2 separate regions of the Triticum aestivum genome follow, and region 1 is linked to region 2. The links are chromatin contacts, called in public Hi-C maps. All regions are on one chromosome and are shown on one strand. The core of a region is the stretch at or near the end of the contact, and the rest is flanking DNA. Distances in the headings are between cores, read along the strand shown. Region 1 holds the start of LOC123120566 (probable LRR receptor-like serine/threonine-protein kinase At1g67720). Region 2 holds the start of LOC123120555 (60S ribosomal protein L15-2).

Region 1 (6,581 bases), core at 287-2,786, 660 kb before region 2:
TATACATCTGATTCAGAAAAAAGTCAGAACATCTTATACTCACTCCGTCCCATAATATAAGAGCGTTTTTGGTACTAGTGTAGTGCCAAAAACGCTCTTATATTATGGGACGGAGGAAGTAATTTGGAATGGAGGGAGTAGTATACAGTACCTGACTGATTTATTGCCATCAGCACCAAAATTTATCCTTGCAGACAGTGCAAGGAAGAACTGTGCCTCATAGTCAGTATAGTAGAGTGAACCGTTAAACTGGCGAAGCTCGAGTGTAGAGATAAACGGCTGTCCTGTGCTGGCATTGGAGAGGCAGACACTGAGTGTGGGAGCGGCAGCCAAGATAATCGCCTCCTCTACAACCGGCGTGTCGGCATCATCGATTATGACCGTGGACCAGGGAGTGGCTCCCAGGGAGAGATCAAACTTGGGGTATACGTTGCTGTTGTCGAAGTTGCCGTAGAGGAAGCTAGCTCTGACGAGGTAGCGTGTCCTGGTCCTCACATTCATCGTGTAGCAATACTTGCTGGTGTCTGCTGGAAAATACCTCAGAGTTGAATATTGTTTCTGGAGCTGGTTTTGGACCGGCAGGTTTGTGGCCTGCCCACCGAAGACCAGCTTGGCATCAGAAGTCCACTGGATGCCAATGCCATCTGTGTAATCATCAGCTCCCCCACAATCCAAGCTGATGAAACCTGCACGCAAGCAAATTTGCTATTTTTATTTGGGATTTGCTCGTCCCCTAAACTTAGAAAGTATAATAGTAGCATACATAACTTAGCAAGTAGTATAGCATAAATGTGTTGCCCAAGAAGATGAAATCTGAATGAATTATCAACTAGTACATGAACATGTATACGCTGCGCAAATCTCCTTAGAAATCTGGACTCTTTCGGCATCTAAGGCTATGGATTCTAACCTAAGCAGGTGCGCCAATCCTCCATGGCCCAAGAATCTCGCGAGAAGAGAAGGAAAGGGCGACTCACCAGGCTGAGCAGCGGAGAGCGAGAGGAGCAGCAGCAGCTGGAGCTGGAGGAGAAGCGCGGCGGCGGACGCCATGGGGTTCCCTCTCGAGACCTCACTCCCACGGAGGCAAGCAAAGAAGAGAAGCAGCTAGGCAACCTGAGCTGCTGCTGCTGCTGGTGGTCCGTCGATCTTGAGCAGACACCCTCTCGACTCGAGCATCAAGGGGTCAAAACCGGACGGATCCTCATCCCAGTCCAGGCGCAGGAGGAGAGGAGGAGCACAGCGGCAGCCTCTAGTATCCTTCCTTCACTCCATTGTTTCCGCCGAGGTGCTGCCAGCGACTGCGAGCGGGGAAAGGCTCTGCTTGTGGCGGCTCCTCCTCTGGTTCCTGGGTCTGGGAAGTGGGAACAGCGCAACACAAAGCTAGAAGAAGAGGATGAGCACACGCCGTAATCCGTATGCTGGTGCCCCTTTTGCTGGGGAGGAACAAATCAACGGAGTGGGGCGCTTTGATTGTTCAAAAATCGACAAAAGGAGGAGGGATTAGGGGCGGGCGGCGAGAGAGTGCGTCTGTCTGCCCGTCTCAGTGGAGAAAAGGCAGTGTGGAAGACAGTGAAAAAGAAAGACGAAAGGAGCCCCACCTGGGGAGAAAGGTGCGGCTGACAGGTCGGGCCCACCGCCGCTGGCAACCCAAAGCAAAAGGGTAGGCGGCACTAATTCTCTTGGAACTGTGTGGGAGGAGCGCTGTGGACCGTCTTGTGGCCCTTCTTGTGGTGGATGCTACCATGTGGTAGTAGCTAGGGTGTTCTTTTTTACTACTACTATACTTTCATAGTCTTCAATGGGAGATTTTAAAGGAAAAAAAGAACCAACCCAAATCTCCTTTAGTGAGCAAAGTATCAAATGGTTAACCACGAGAATCCCTCAGAAGCAACCTTCCTCTCCGCCGTAGTTATGAACGGACAGGAATGCATAGTGCATATATAAGAGGGTTGGGATTAGGCTCGGTTTTATAATTTAGCTTCTCGTATCTAGAGGCATACCAGACGATTTTTAAGAATATATATGCCTTTTCTCTCAATACACTTTTCATTGTGTCGGGTTTTAACCAGGCCATGAGTCGATTATTTTACTTTCCGGTTCACTCCCACTCCACAACGGAAAAAAGTAGGTGCCACAATATGGGGCGATACAAATTGGAGAGAACGGTCTGATGATCCTCTACAGCTTACTTGATAGCCAAACGTACCCATGAATGATAACGATATAGTACATTTGTTGGTGTGTACTATAGGTTTTGGCGCAACATGACTACAACGCACGAAAGAGGATGATACATGGAGATGTGGGAAGGCTGGCAAAAACCGTTTTTGAGATTTTGTATTGTTTTCTAGAGCAGAGGCTTGAGGTGCAAGATTGAAATCAGACATAGTTGATAGTAGTCTCCACATTATTCTTTTGAGCACAGTTATATATTTTTTTCGACTACATTTGTAGGAATGTGTGTTGCATAATCTAAGAGATAAGTCTTGTCCGGGGTGAAAAAACCCATCTCTTGTCTTTTATTGGTCAAGCTCAGCAGTGACAAACTTGCTTTGTTAGGCATTGTCTACTTGCTATTGTGTCGATTTTCATTGAGTGGTCATGGCAACCAGTATGAAAATCGTTGTCTTAGGTCACCTCAGGTCGGATGTTACGATGATGCCGCGAGGACCTTTACCCCTCATTGAAGACGTTGCTACGGAAGAAATTCGACTTAGTCGTCAGTGTTTATTTCACATCTTGTAATGGTTTGGCTATGATTAAAGTTTGTTCTGTACTATGCTTAAGACTAATTGATAAGAATGGATGTGTGCATCAAGTAATGCATGAGCCCGGGGTTTAACCTCCTTTTCACAAGAAAAAAAATCAGCGAGAAAAATAAATGCTCATCAGACGAGTGGTTGCCTTGTAGGTTCGTGGGCTAGTACGTAGTTCAAAGTGCATAGATTGAGCTAATCCGTACACGTTTCATGTATGCATGGTACGGCGGACAACAAACTCCATCATCAACCTTCGTACGTACAAGCTTGCCAAAGCTAGTATACCAACTTGATAATTTCATCCATGTGTAGCACGTACGACAGATCTGCCTGTTGAACCGAAATGACCAATGATCGAACGTGAATGTAACTAAAAAATACAGATTCGGTAACAACTTTATCATATAGTAAAAGCATGCTCTATCATTGTTCCCTGGCGTCCCAGCTAGCGAGTACGTACTGTTGTCGATCTTTTCGTCTCTCAACTTTTCCCGAATGCGTTCATGCTGAGCCCAGTGAGCTAAAAGTAAAGGCATTTCACGTACGTACGTGACCAAAAAGAAAGAAAGGAGGGACATGAGCAGCAACATGGATCCATGCATGATTCCGTTCCAATTCCATCATATACCATGCATGCATGGCTCTGTGTGAAAAGAGAGAGGATTAAAAGGGACAGGAAAGAATGAAACCACAAGCAAGTGTGTGTTTTGTGGTGGTGTCTTGAGCTTTAAGCATGGCCAAAGCTAGCAGGAGCAGGCAGGCTAGGGTGTACATGTGAGGCGTCACAATCATTGTTGAGTGTTCTGCATCATGCATGCACCCTTACAAGCTAAGATAGCTCAATCTGAACATGTATGTATGTAATATGTATCCCAAGCATGAAGCAATGGTTTTTCTTGGGTCGGTAGTCATGTTCGTGAATTAATGGCCGGGCTTGCCAGGACGATCGACCACCTTCAAGTTCAAGGAGTTGCGTTTGGAAATACTGCAAGATAAGATATTGTCTCTAGACCATGGCATCAAGACCTAGCTATCAGGAGTTGAGCTAGCTAGAAAACTGGTACTGCTTGCCAGAGGGCCAACCAAACAAATTGAGAATCTGCATGCATGTGAGATGTTGCTGATGATAATGGAAATTTGTGTCTTATTTCACCTGATATGTGCTGTCTGCTGACATAGAGAGGCAGTTATTATCATTAAAAAACCACTCGCAAAAATATATATTATATAAAAAAATACTCACTTAGAAATAGCCACCAATATTTATTTTTGAAATCAATAGCCACCAAATCTTGAAGCTGCTTTTGTGACCAACCGCTGGCACATATAATTTCAACTTCCTTTCTTTTTGAAAAAAATTTATATGTATCCGAAAAATGGTATTAACGGATGATATTACTGATATGATATGATATGGTATGATGATGCATCGATCAATTGGTCAGAGCAATCAATGCCATGCATCCACGCATCCATCACGTTTGGAAAAGCCAGATAGCTAAGCTACTTGGCAACGAGGACCTTTGGTTGTTACTTTTAGCAATGTGTCGACGATCGTGCAAGCCCTTCCCTTGCTTGTGGTGTCTAATTGAGCGTTGCTGCAAACTAGGCTGATTGATAGCTTTGCCAAAAAGGAGAAGCACTTCACTCCCAGCAGGGAGATGGAGGGATATCCATCCATCCATCGATGAGTGACAATCGTCCCATGCATGCACAAAATTCACACGACGACGTTGACGTCCACAACTATACTCACCGCCTCCTTGGTAAATTAATCTACTCGGGCCGGGTTGCTACGACGGAAGTATCTTTCTAAGCCCGAGCTCAAATGCTCCTGGTGTAAACAGTAAAATAAAAAAAGATAAAAGAAATATTAAAAATTTTATGATTTTTGTGTGATAATATTTAAGTAATGTTTGAAGTGCATGCAAAGTTTCATCACGAAATAACATTGGTGAAAGTCGTGACAAACAAAAATCAAGCTCCAAAATGCATTTGAAAGTACCATTTTCAGAGCATTGATTTTGTTTTCTTTGCAATGCCTTCCATCAATGTGATTTCATGATGAAATTTTACATGCACTCCAAACATTCCTTAGAATTTGCCACAAAAAAAATCAGTTTTTTTGAATTTACTGTTCATTTAGGAGCATATGAGCTCCCGAGTAGATACTCCACACGTCCTCCACACGATGTTTTTTTACAGCTTCCATTCTCTGAGAGCATCTGTAGCACAAATCCGCTAAAATCCCAAACCGTAGCCCTGAAACTAGTTTTTACGAGTTGCAAAATTCTTCAGCCAGAACAAGTACGCAAAAAGGTACTGGATAATTCGAAAAACAATTTCGCGCGAGAATTTGTTCAAGATCACGCGGCAGTTCATCACAAACACAACTCACACAAACGGAGACGAGTTCATCAAATAGAGTTCCTACTAACATACCGAAATGACTACATACTAAAATGTAACCCTAACCCTAGTTCACCGCCGGGCTTATTCATCGTAGTCGAGCTAATGCTTGACGGCGGACTTGCGCAGCGCCACCGTGAGCTCATGTTCCTTCTTGGCGGCTTCGAGGAGGCCTGCAACCCCTTCTTCGCCGTTTGCCACCACGCGCTCAGCGGCAATGACCTCTTCGTCGGCGCCGCAACACCTCTTGATGAAGGAAATATGCCCTAGAGGCAATAATAAAGTTGTTATTTTATATTTCCTTATTCATGATAAAAGTTTATTGTTCATGCTAGAATTGTATTGATCGGAAACTGCTACCTCTTGAGCACTGCGTTGGTTTTCCCTTAAAGAGGAAAGGTGATGCAGTAAAGTAGCGTAAGTATTTCCCTTAGTTTTTGAGAACCAAGGTATCAATCCAATAGGAGATCACGCACGAGTCCCTCACACCTACACAAACAAATAAGAACCTCGCAACCAACGCGATAAAGGGGTTATCAATCCCTCAACGGTCACTTACGAGAGTGAGATCTGATAGATATGATAAGATAATATTTTTGGTATTTTTATAATAAAGAGAAATAAAGATGCAAAGTAAAATAAAAGGCAATAGAAATAACTAAGTGTTGCAAGATTAATATGATGGAAAATAGACCCGGGGGCCATAGGTTTCACTAGTGGCTTCTCTCAAGATAGCATAAGTATTACGGTGGATAAACGAATTACTGTCGAGCAATTGATAGAATTGAGCATAGTTATGAGAATATCTAGGTATGATCATGTATATAGGCATCACGTCCGCGACAAGTAGACCGAAACGATTCTGCATCTACTACTATTACTCCACACATCGACCGCTATCCAGCATGCATCTAGAGTATTAAGTTCACAAGAACAGAGTAATGCTTTAAGTAAGATGACATGATGTAGAGGGATAAACTCATGCAATATGATATAAACCCCATCTTTTTATCCTCGATGGCAACAATACAATACGTGCCTTGCTGCCCCTGCTGTCACTGGGAAAGGACACCGCAAGATTGAACCCAAAGCTAAGCACTTCTCCCATTGTAAGAAAGATCAATCTAGTAGGCCAAACCAAACTGATAATTCGAAGAGACTTGCAAAGATAACCAATCATACATAAAAGAATTCAGAGGAGATTCAAATATTGTTCATAGATAATCTTGATCATAAACCCACAATTCATCGGATCTCGACAAACACACCGCAAAACAAGATTACATCGAATAGATCTCCAAGAAGATAGAGGAGAACTTTGTATTGAGATCCAAAGAGAGAGAAAAAGCCATCTAGCTAATAACTATGGACCCGAAGGTCGGAGGTAAACTACTCACACATCATCGGAGAGGC
Region 2 (7,470 bases), core at 3,821-6,320:
TTCTACATAAGAAATCCATTCTAGAAAAATATACAACTAGATTAGCTCTTCATAGATAAACTTTGTTTTTTATTGCTATGGACTTATGGTTATCTGAAAAATATTTTTAATTTCTACTATTTTCATCTTGGTCCTATTGAGTCTTAATTATTGGATCTTGCAATAAGTTCTTTAAACAGTTATGAAGCTGATAGTGTTTCATTGGTTGGATTTCATGCATTCTGTACTTGTTTGAGATGTGAAGAAATTAGCTTTGTGATACGAGGGATTTTCCTCTGCATTGTTATTATGTTAGAGTTTCTTCACACATTGTATGCATGCTGCTGTTTGATGTTTAAATACTACTATTGATGATTTTTGTTGCACATCATGAAACTTTGGTGCTGCTTTCCTGCAGGTGTTGATTTGATAAGTGATGTTACATGTGATGCTCCATATGAATGGGTAGACAAGACCGGTTCAGGATGGGAGTTCAACGACAATCAGTCAAGTGAAACTTTTCATGTCAGTATCACTCATGTTTTTAGTGGTATTCAAGAAAAAACTTGTATCTTTCCACTTACATTTTTTCCCAATTATATAGGTCGTTGTGTATGATTTTGGAGTGAAGCATAACATTTTGAGACGCCTGGCATCATATGGATGCAAAATAACTGTTGTTCCAGCAAGCTGGCCTGCTTCGGATGTACTTAATTTGAAGCCTGATGGTGTTCTTTTTAGTAATGGCCCTGGTGACCCAGCTGCAGTTCCATATGCCGTGAAAACAGTACAAGAAATAGTAGGGAAGGTTCCAGTATTTGGTATCTGCATGGGCCATCAATTGATCGGGCAGGCTCTTGGTGGAAAGACGTTTAAAATGAAATTTGGTCATCACGGAGGAAACCATCCAGTTCGTGACAACAGGACCGGACGTGTAGACATCAGTGCACAGGTTTGTCAGTTTTTTCTTGAGATGGTCAGAAAGTATATAACTTTGATAGTTCGTGTTTTCTGGTAGGTCATGTTACTTAGTGCTGAGTATGTGTCGTGGGTCTCCTAGTTAACTTAAACGTGTACTAAGTTAGCTTCATGTCATAGCCAAGCAACTCTGCTCTTTACCTCATCTTTGGGCTTAGATTTTATCTTAGGCAGTAGGCACCTTACTACATTGACTGTAAGACATTAAAGCTAGTACATGGACTGTGAAGACCATAGTTTTGTGAATGCTGAAAGACTAAGTTTATATGGAAAAAAAGCCTTATAAGATTTCTGACAAGCAATCTTATTGGGCTTAGATTCGTGAAGTTAAAATCCAGTTGACTGGTTTCTGGATGTTTGTCATTTTTTTGACATAGTAATGATCTTCATTCTATGACTTGTGCCTTCTCTGTTTCACGAGGGTTTGCACAGTTAATTTTTGTTGTTATTTTTTACTCCCTCCGTCCCATAATATAAGAGCGTTTTTTACACTAACCATGATATTTTTTGAAGTTATCTATGGTCAAAGCTCAAAGGATTTGATTGTAGTGGGTATAATATATGGGTGTAATTGGCTTTAAGGCATTATTCTTGATCAAAACGTTGAAACTATCATTGTCAGTTTACAAGCATAGATTGTCAGTTTACCCCGCCCATTTTGCTTATCTTTTCAGTTAGTTTACTTGCCTTGTTTACTAGTATATTTTGCCAAATTGTAGTGATAGTCAGGTATGCGTAACTTTGGTAAGTCTAAGCCGCCTGCTTGAACCTATTTGCTTGGGTTTTGGTCTAGGGACTATGAAAGCCAGCATGAGGCCATCTGTGCAAGTTTTATACATTTTTTTGAACTTCAAGCTATATATTTCTGAAGATTCGTAGGTTAGTTTGGTTATTCATTACAAATTGTACTGGTGTTTAAGCAGCAGTGATAGTAAGTTATGATTATAAGCTGGTACCATTTTGTGTTGTTTCATTAGCTTATTGACAAGAATGACACTTTTTTTTGTCGTTTTTGAATAACTAGTGCATATGAATTGCTGTAACATTTGATTTGGTATGCAGAACCATAACTATGCTGTGGACCCTAAATCGCTCCCGGAAGGAGTACAAGTAACACACATCAACCTAAATGACCAGAGCTGTGCTGGTCTTGTGTTCCCCAAGATGAAGCTTATGTCTCTCCAGTACCATCCGGAGTCCTCCCCAGGGCCCCATGACTCAGACTTGGGTATGTATAACTTCTTGGCTACTGCATGCGCGCAAAACAGTTTTTCGGAAGACAAATTATTAGTTCCATTATTAATGTGGTCGTGGATGTGACTTACTGTTTTAACTCTTTTGGCGTTGCAGCGTTTGGTGAATTTGTGGAGCTGATGAAGAACAACAGATTGTGAGTGGAAGAAAGGTTGGGAAGCTTGGTGAGCATCATGAGTTGCGAAACTTGTACTCGGTTGGGTTTGTTGTTGGACCGACGCAGCGAGCTCCGAGGAGTTTGTATTTTTCTTGTTGATTTATCTTATCAGCTGACTAAACCTATAAAGTAACTAGTGGTATTGTACTATTTTGTTGGAGTTTAAAGAATAAAATCCTTTGAGCTGTTGTATTGTACTGCGCTTATTCTATTTCTGTTTGTGACGTCGGTATGAAATCCGTCTCCTTTGCTTTGCAGTAGAAAGGAAGAAAACATAATTCCCTAGGACAAGTTTCCAGTTGAGCTCCTGAGTTGACAATACATACATTTCTCTTACTGTTAAGCCCTTAAACCGATGAAATATAGGAGGTAATGTGGCGTGAGTTCTCATTGATTTTACAGATTCAAGGAAAGAAGATGATAACAGTGGAAGGGCAGCAGGCGAACTGAGCTTATAGGTCTTGTAGAGGCAGCTGGTCGGAGGTGCACTATTGGATTTTTAACACGACACGTGACTAACGATTGGATTTTTAACTCAGAGCACTCTACTGACTTGCGGAACAAACCATCCAACTCCTTGACGAAAATTTAACTTCGATGTCCCGAAGACATTGAGGCTAAATAATCCGCCTGGAATGAGATTTCCAAAATAGGTTGATTGATTCTTCACTCGGAAATAGGTTTCATTGAGTATAGACACGAAGACTTCAATCTTATTAGCTCTTAATAGTACGGTTTGATGTGACTACAATAAAAAAGATGAAACTAGTAAACAAAAGTGTACACCGCGTCTTCATATTCCTCGACGGGCATTCTGAATTCTTCAACTGTTCCACATAATTTTTAGGGGCCATAACTCTTCGGTTAAACCAAATCCTCAGGGATTTTCATCCATGTATATTCACAAACACATGGGTTCCTTAATTGCTTTATCATTAATCATCCAAACTCCAGAACATCAAAACATTTACAAAACCCACAAAATGAACAATAACATATTCCCTTTGATTGAAAACATTTGAAGCTCTAGGATTGTCCTAAGTCAAACTTCTATAGGTTCAATCAAGTTAATAGAAGAAAAAAAATTGACATCTACTGCACCAAATTAGTTTCATTAGAGTCATCACAGTGATATTTTTTAGTATATATATTTGATGTTGTGGATATTAGTAAAACTTTTTATGAACTTGTCAAACCCGAGGAAGTTTGACTTTGGACAAAACTAAAACTTCAAATATTTTGAAACGAAAGAAGTACCCAACAAAATAAGTAAATATCAATAGTTTTTCACAAATTAGAATAACCCTCGGCCTCTGCTGCACAACCAATTGCGGTACTCCAGGTAATCCACTCGGAGAATTCTTTCATTGGAGAAACAACGGTGGCAGTCTCTTTGTCGGAAGGCAATGGTTGCACTCTAGGTCATGACTTTTTATGAGATTTTGATTAATAAGATCAATAGAATACCGAATATTTTGGGATCTACAATATGTGCAGATTAGGTGGTGCCACAATATGCTAGTTCATTTGATATGAAACCAGGTATAGCTGGTACATCACACTTGCATGGTCTATTAGCTGACAACATACTTCATTTGAGCAACCAAATGTTGATGGCGGAATGAAGCTTAAATCAGACAATTCATTGTTTTCCAAGGAAACGCGTTTAATAGGGTGTGAGTGGGACAATGATTATATGACCACAAAATGTCCCCCTATGGAACCCGTTACCGGTGGCATCTATCCCTTGTTGATCAACAGAAATGAGGCGTCGATTCAAGTGGTTTATTAGAAGGAACAAATGACAGTAAGACTAGAGCAAGATAGTGCAATCGATGTTTTTTTTTGGTGTTCGCTATATAATGGTTAAATTCTCTTTAAGAAAAAATGATACTATATATTAAGTAAATATATATTTTTCATTCCTTGACCTCCCCAAAAGTATAAAAATTGTCCCTCAACTTCAAAACCAGCAAATCTTACTCCATAATTGAAATCAGATAAGTTTGGTCCCTCCTGCTTCTTCGGGTGGTTTCGTGCCAACATGGAGTCGTATGCTCAAATGTCTTAGGTGCTTCCAAATTTTCATCAAAAAATATTATCCAATGAGCTCTACACGTGAGAAAAAAATTAGTGTTCAATACTTTGAGAAGTGAAATCGTTTTGTTGTGCAGAGCTCCTCGAATGTTTTTTGCGCATGAAATCTTGCAGGCACCTACAAAGTTTGAGCATATTTGATGTCTCAAAATTTCAGATTTAGGGTTCTATCTTTTTTAATTTACTGTTCACGAGGGTGTAGGGACACCCCGGAGCAACTTTGGCCACCTTAGTCATGCTTACTGTGCCGGCCCATTAGCTCGCGTGCCCAACACGTCTTAGGCCCTACCCGACACATGGTTAAACGAGTCATACCTCGCACGCGACATGCCTGGGGCCGTGCCAGGGCCGCGAGGCTAGGCCTGCATGCTGGCACAACGCGACTTAAAAAAATTAATTTTATATATAGGCCCAAAAATATGTGGTTTTTTTTGACATGCCAAAAACATGTGGCTAACAAGGGATAAACGGGCCATAGGCCCAACACCTTTAACTAATGTGCTGGGCCTGGACCTGGAACTGCTGCACGCGTGTTGTCATGGCACGGCCCGTTTATAAACGGGCTGCCGTGGGCCATGCCAGGCACGTCTAATAGGGCCCAGGCTGTGCCGGCCCATTTGCCAGGTCTGCCCGGGTGTTAAAAGACCACTCTCTCCCCAAGCCCTAAGGCTCCACGCTCCCCCTCCCCGCCGTCTCCGCACTCTGCCGCCGCAGCCGCAGCCGCAGCCATGGGTGAGCCCCTCCGTCTAGCAGCTCCTCTTCCTCCCGCAACCTCGCCCGTTTGCCTTCTCGCATGTATTATTGCGCGCTCGTTTTGATGGATTCGTGGTGGCAGGCGCGTACAAGTTCGTGTCGGAGCTATGGAGGAGGAAGCAGTCGGACGTGATGAGGTTCGTGCAGCGCGTGCGTTGCTGGGAGTACAGGCAGCAGCCGGCCATCGTGCGCATCACCAGGCCCACCCGCCCCGACAGGGCTCGCCGTCTCGGCTTCAAGGCCAAGCAGGTTCGCTTTCCCTCCTAGATCCGATCCTCCCTTCTGTTCCTTGTGCGATGCCATGGCTGGGTACATATATGCTTGTGGTTGCTGGCCTAGGTCGACTAGTTTTCTTCGTCTGGTGGTTCGTTGTGCGGGGAAACTGCGCCTTTTCTGTCTCGTCGATGCTAGGTTTAGTTTTAGTTGATGGAAGTTCTATGCCATTTTTCTGCAACAAACTGCACTTGGTCTTTTGGAACAGATCTGAACTTACTCCAGTCATGATGCCACGAACACATGTTTGTAAAATACACGACGAGGCATTATGTGGTTGTCTCTTGTGTTATCTACCAATTTTACAAGTTCTAACCGCTTGTTCATTGCCCGGTTGTCTAAATGCTTGCCTTGTTTCATTGTTGAATGCTTGTTTCTATGCGAGCCTTGCACGCTGAAGCATGTTCATTGGATATATTCACAGTTAGTTCCTTCGGTTTATAGATTGGATTTAGGATTTGAGGGTTCAATTGGTTGTGCTGGATGCTTTAGTGAAATGTGAATTGTCCATTAAGCATTGCTGCATAGCTTATAGCTTTTGGTCCAATAATTGATGCATGTCTTTGTTTGTAATTTTTGTTGCTTTGATTTGTGCAGCTATCTTATTCTGCACTACTTTCTCCACGATATAATTGATTCCCTTTGCTTACCATATGTTCCTTGTGTGTCTAGGGGTATGTGGTCTACCGTATCCGTGTCAGGCGTGGTGGCAGGAAGAGGCCAGTGCCCAAGGGTATTGTCTATGGTAAGCCCAAGCACCAGGGTATTACCCAGCTCAAGTTCCAGAGGAACAAGAGGTCTGTTGCTGAAGAAAGAGCTGGGCGCAGGCTGGGTGGTCTTCGTGTGCTCAACTCCTACTGGGTGAATGAGGTATATACTTGTTAGTTGCTATGATGTGTGGAAATGGCTGGGAATTCTCAAGTCTGATATTCACTAATTTTCTGCTTGTGCGTTTCTTGTTCTGTAGGACTCTACCTACAAGTACTTTGAGGTCATCCTTGTTGATGTTGCTCACAGTGCTGTCCGCAACGACCCAAGGATCAACTGGCTCTGCAAGCCCGTGCACAAGCACCGTGAGCTTCGCGGACTCACGTCGGCGGGAAAGAAATTCCGTGGTCTGCGTGGCAAGGGCCACCGCCACCACAAGAACAGGCCCTCAAGGAGAGCCACCTGGAAGCGCAACCAGACCGTCTCCCTCCGCCGCTACCGTTAAGCTGCCCTATGCACACCTTGATAGTATTTTGTTTGAGCCATCAGGTTTTGCTACCTTCGTTCTGAGACTACTTGAAGCTTGTGCTAGAACCTTTATGTCGAGGCATATCTGTTGAACTATTTGCTATCTGCCTGTGTTACCAGAAGAAAGAATGGTTTAGTAATCGTATGCTGTGTGCTATGCTGTCATATGTTTGCTCGTTCACCTTATAATGTTATGATGCTTTTCATCTCTTTGCATATGGGAAATTCTTCAATTGCTTGTTGTCATCTGTGTTATATTGCTTGCTACTGGTTTTATCTAAATGTTGGTTTGCAAATTTTTAGGGTTTGCTGGTCTGCAATTTTTTGTGGCTCAAATATGGAAGTTTTTTTTTGAAATTCTGTTAATTCTTTCGGGTCTCTTTGAGCCACTTGACAGCGGATGTGCTCGTGTCCACCTAAGAAAGGGAAATCTTAGTGAGATGACTTCGAGGCTAGCCTTGTAAGGATGGTTTTTCATTTCGGAAGACAATACAACCTGTCATCTTACATAGTAGTCAACTCAAATGCTAATATCCATTTCTGAGCCTGGGCTCAGATGCACACCCAATGGACAGGGGTAATCCCGTTTCCTAGTTGTACATGTAGAGGAAAAGTCTGTCCAGCCTATTCGGATTCGTGAGGCTTTGCCTAAACACCCGAGTCACGCTCTTGCAGTTTTGCTTAGTTGAGTGATCATGTAAGTTTTTAATCATAAATTTGCACCTTACTGTATATGTGGGGGA

What was found. Hi-C and Micro-C count contacts between places; a contact is called where the count stands out from the background.
Region 1: a Hi-C map of leaf shows a contact between it and region 2, with 4 times the contacts expected there. The contact joins the promoter of LOC123120566 here to the promoter of LOC123120555 in region 2. A contact is called at or near these places in 2 of 5 Hi-C or Micro-C datasets (both in leaf).

Annotation. Positions count from the first base shown.
Region 1 is chr5D:255,417,878-255,424,458 of IWGSC CS RefSeq v2.1, reverse strand. LOC123120566 (probable LRR receptor-like serine/threonine-protein kinase At1g67720) reads right to left here and starts at 1,536. Exons shown (of 15, transcript XM_044540573.1): 1 at 978-1,536; 2 at 152-686. The coding sequence starts at 1,050.
Region 2 is chr5D:254,764,966-254,772,435 of IWGSC CS RefSeq v2.1, reverse strand. It overlaps LOC123120555 (60S ribosomal protein L15-2), which reads left to right and starts at 5,070. Exons shown (of 4, transcript XM_044540566.1): 1 at 5,070-5,197; 2 at 5,301-5,467; 3 at 6,164-6,361; 4 at 6,459-6,933. The coding sequence starts at 5,194. The coding sequence ends at 6,704. It overlaps LOC123120553 (carbamoyl-phosphate synthase small chain, chloroplastic), which reads left to right. Exons shown (of 9, transcript XM_044540565.1): 6 at 398-504; 7 at 584-931; 8 at 2,020-2,185; 9 at 2,308-2,565. The coding sequence ends at 2,351.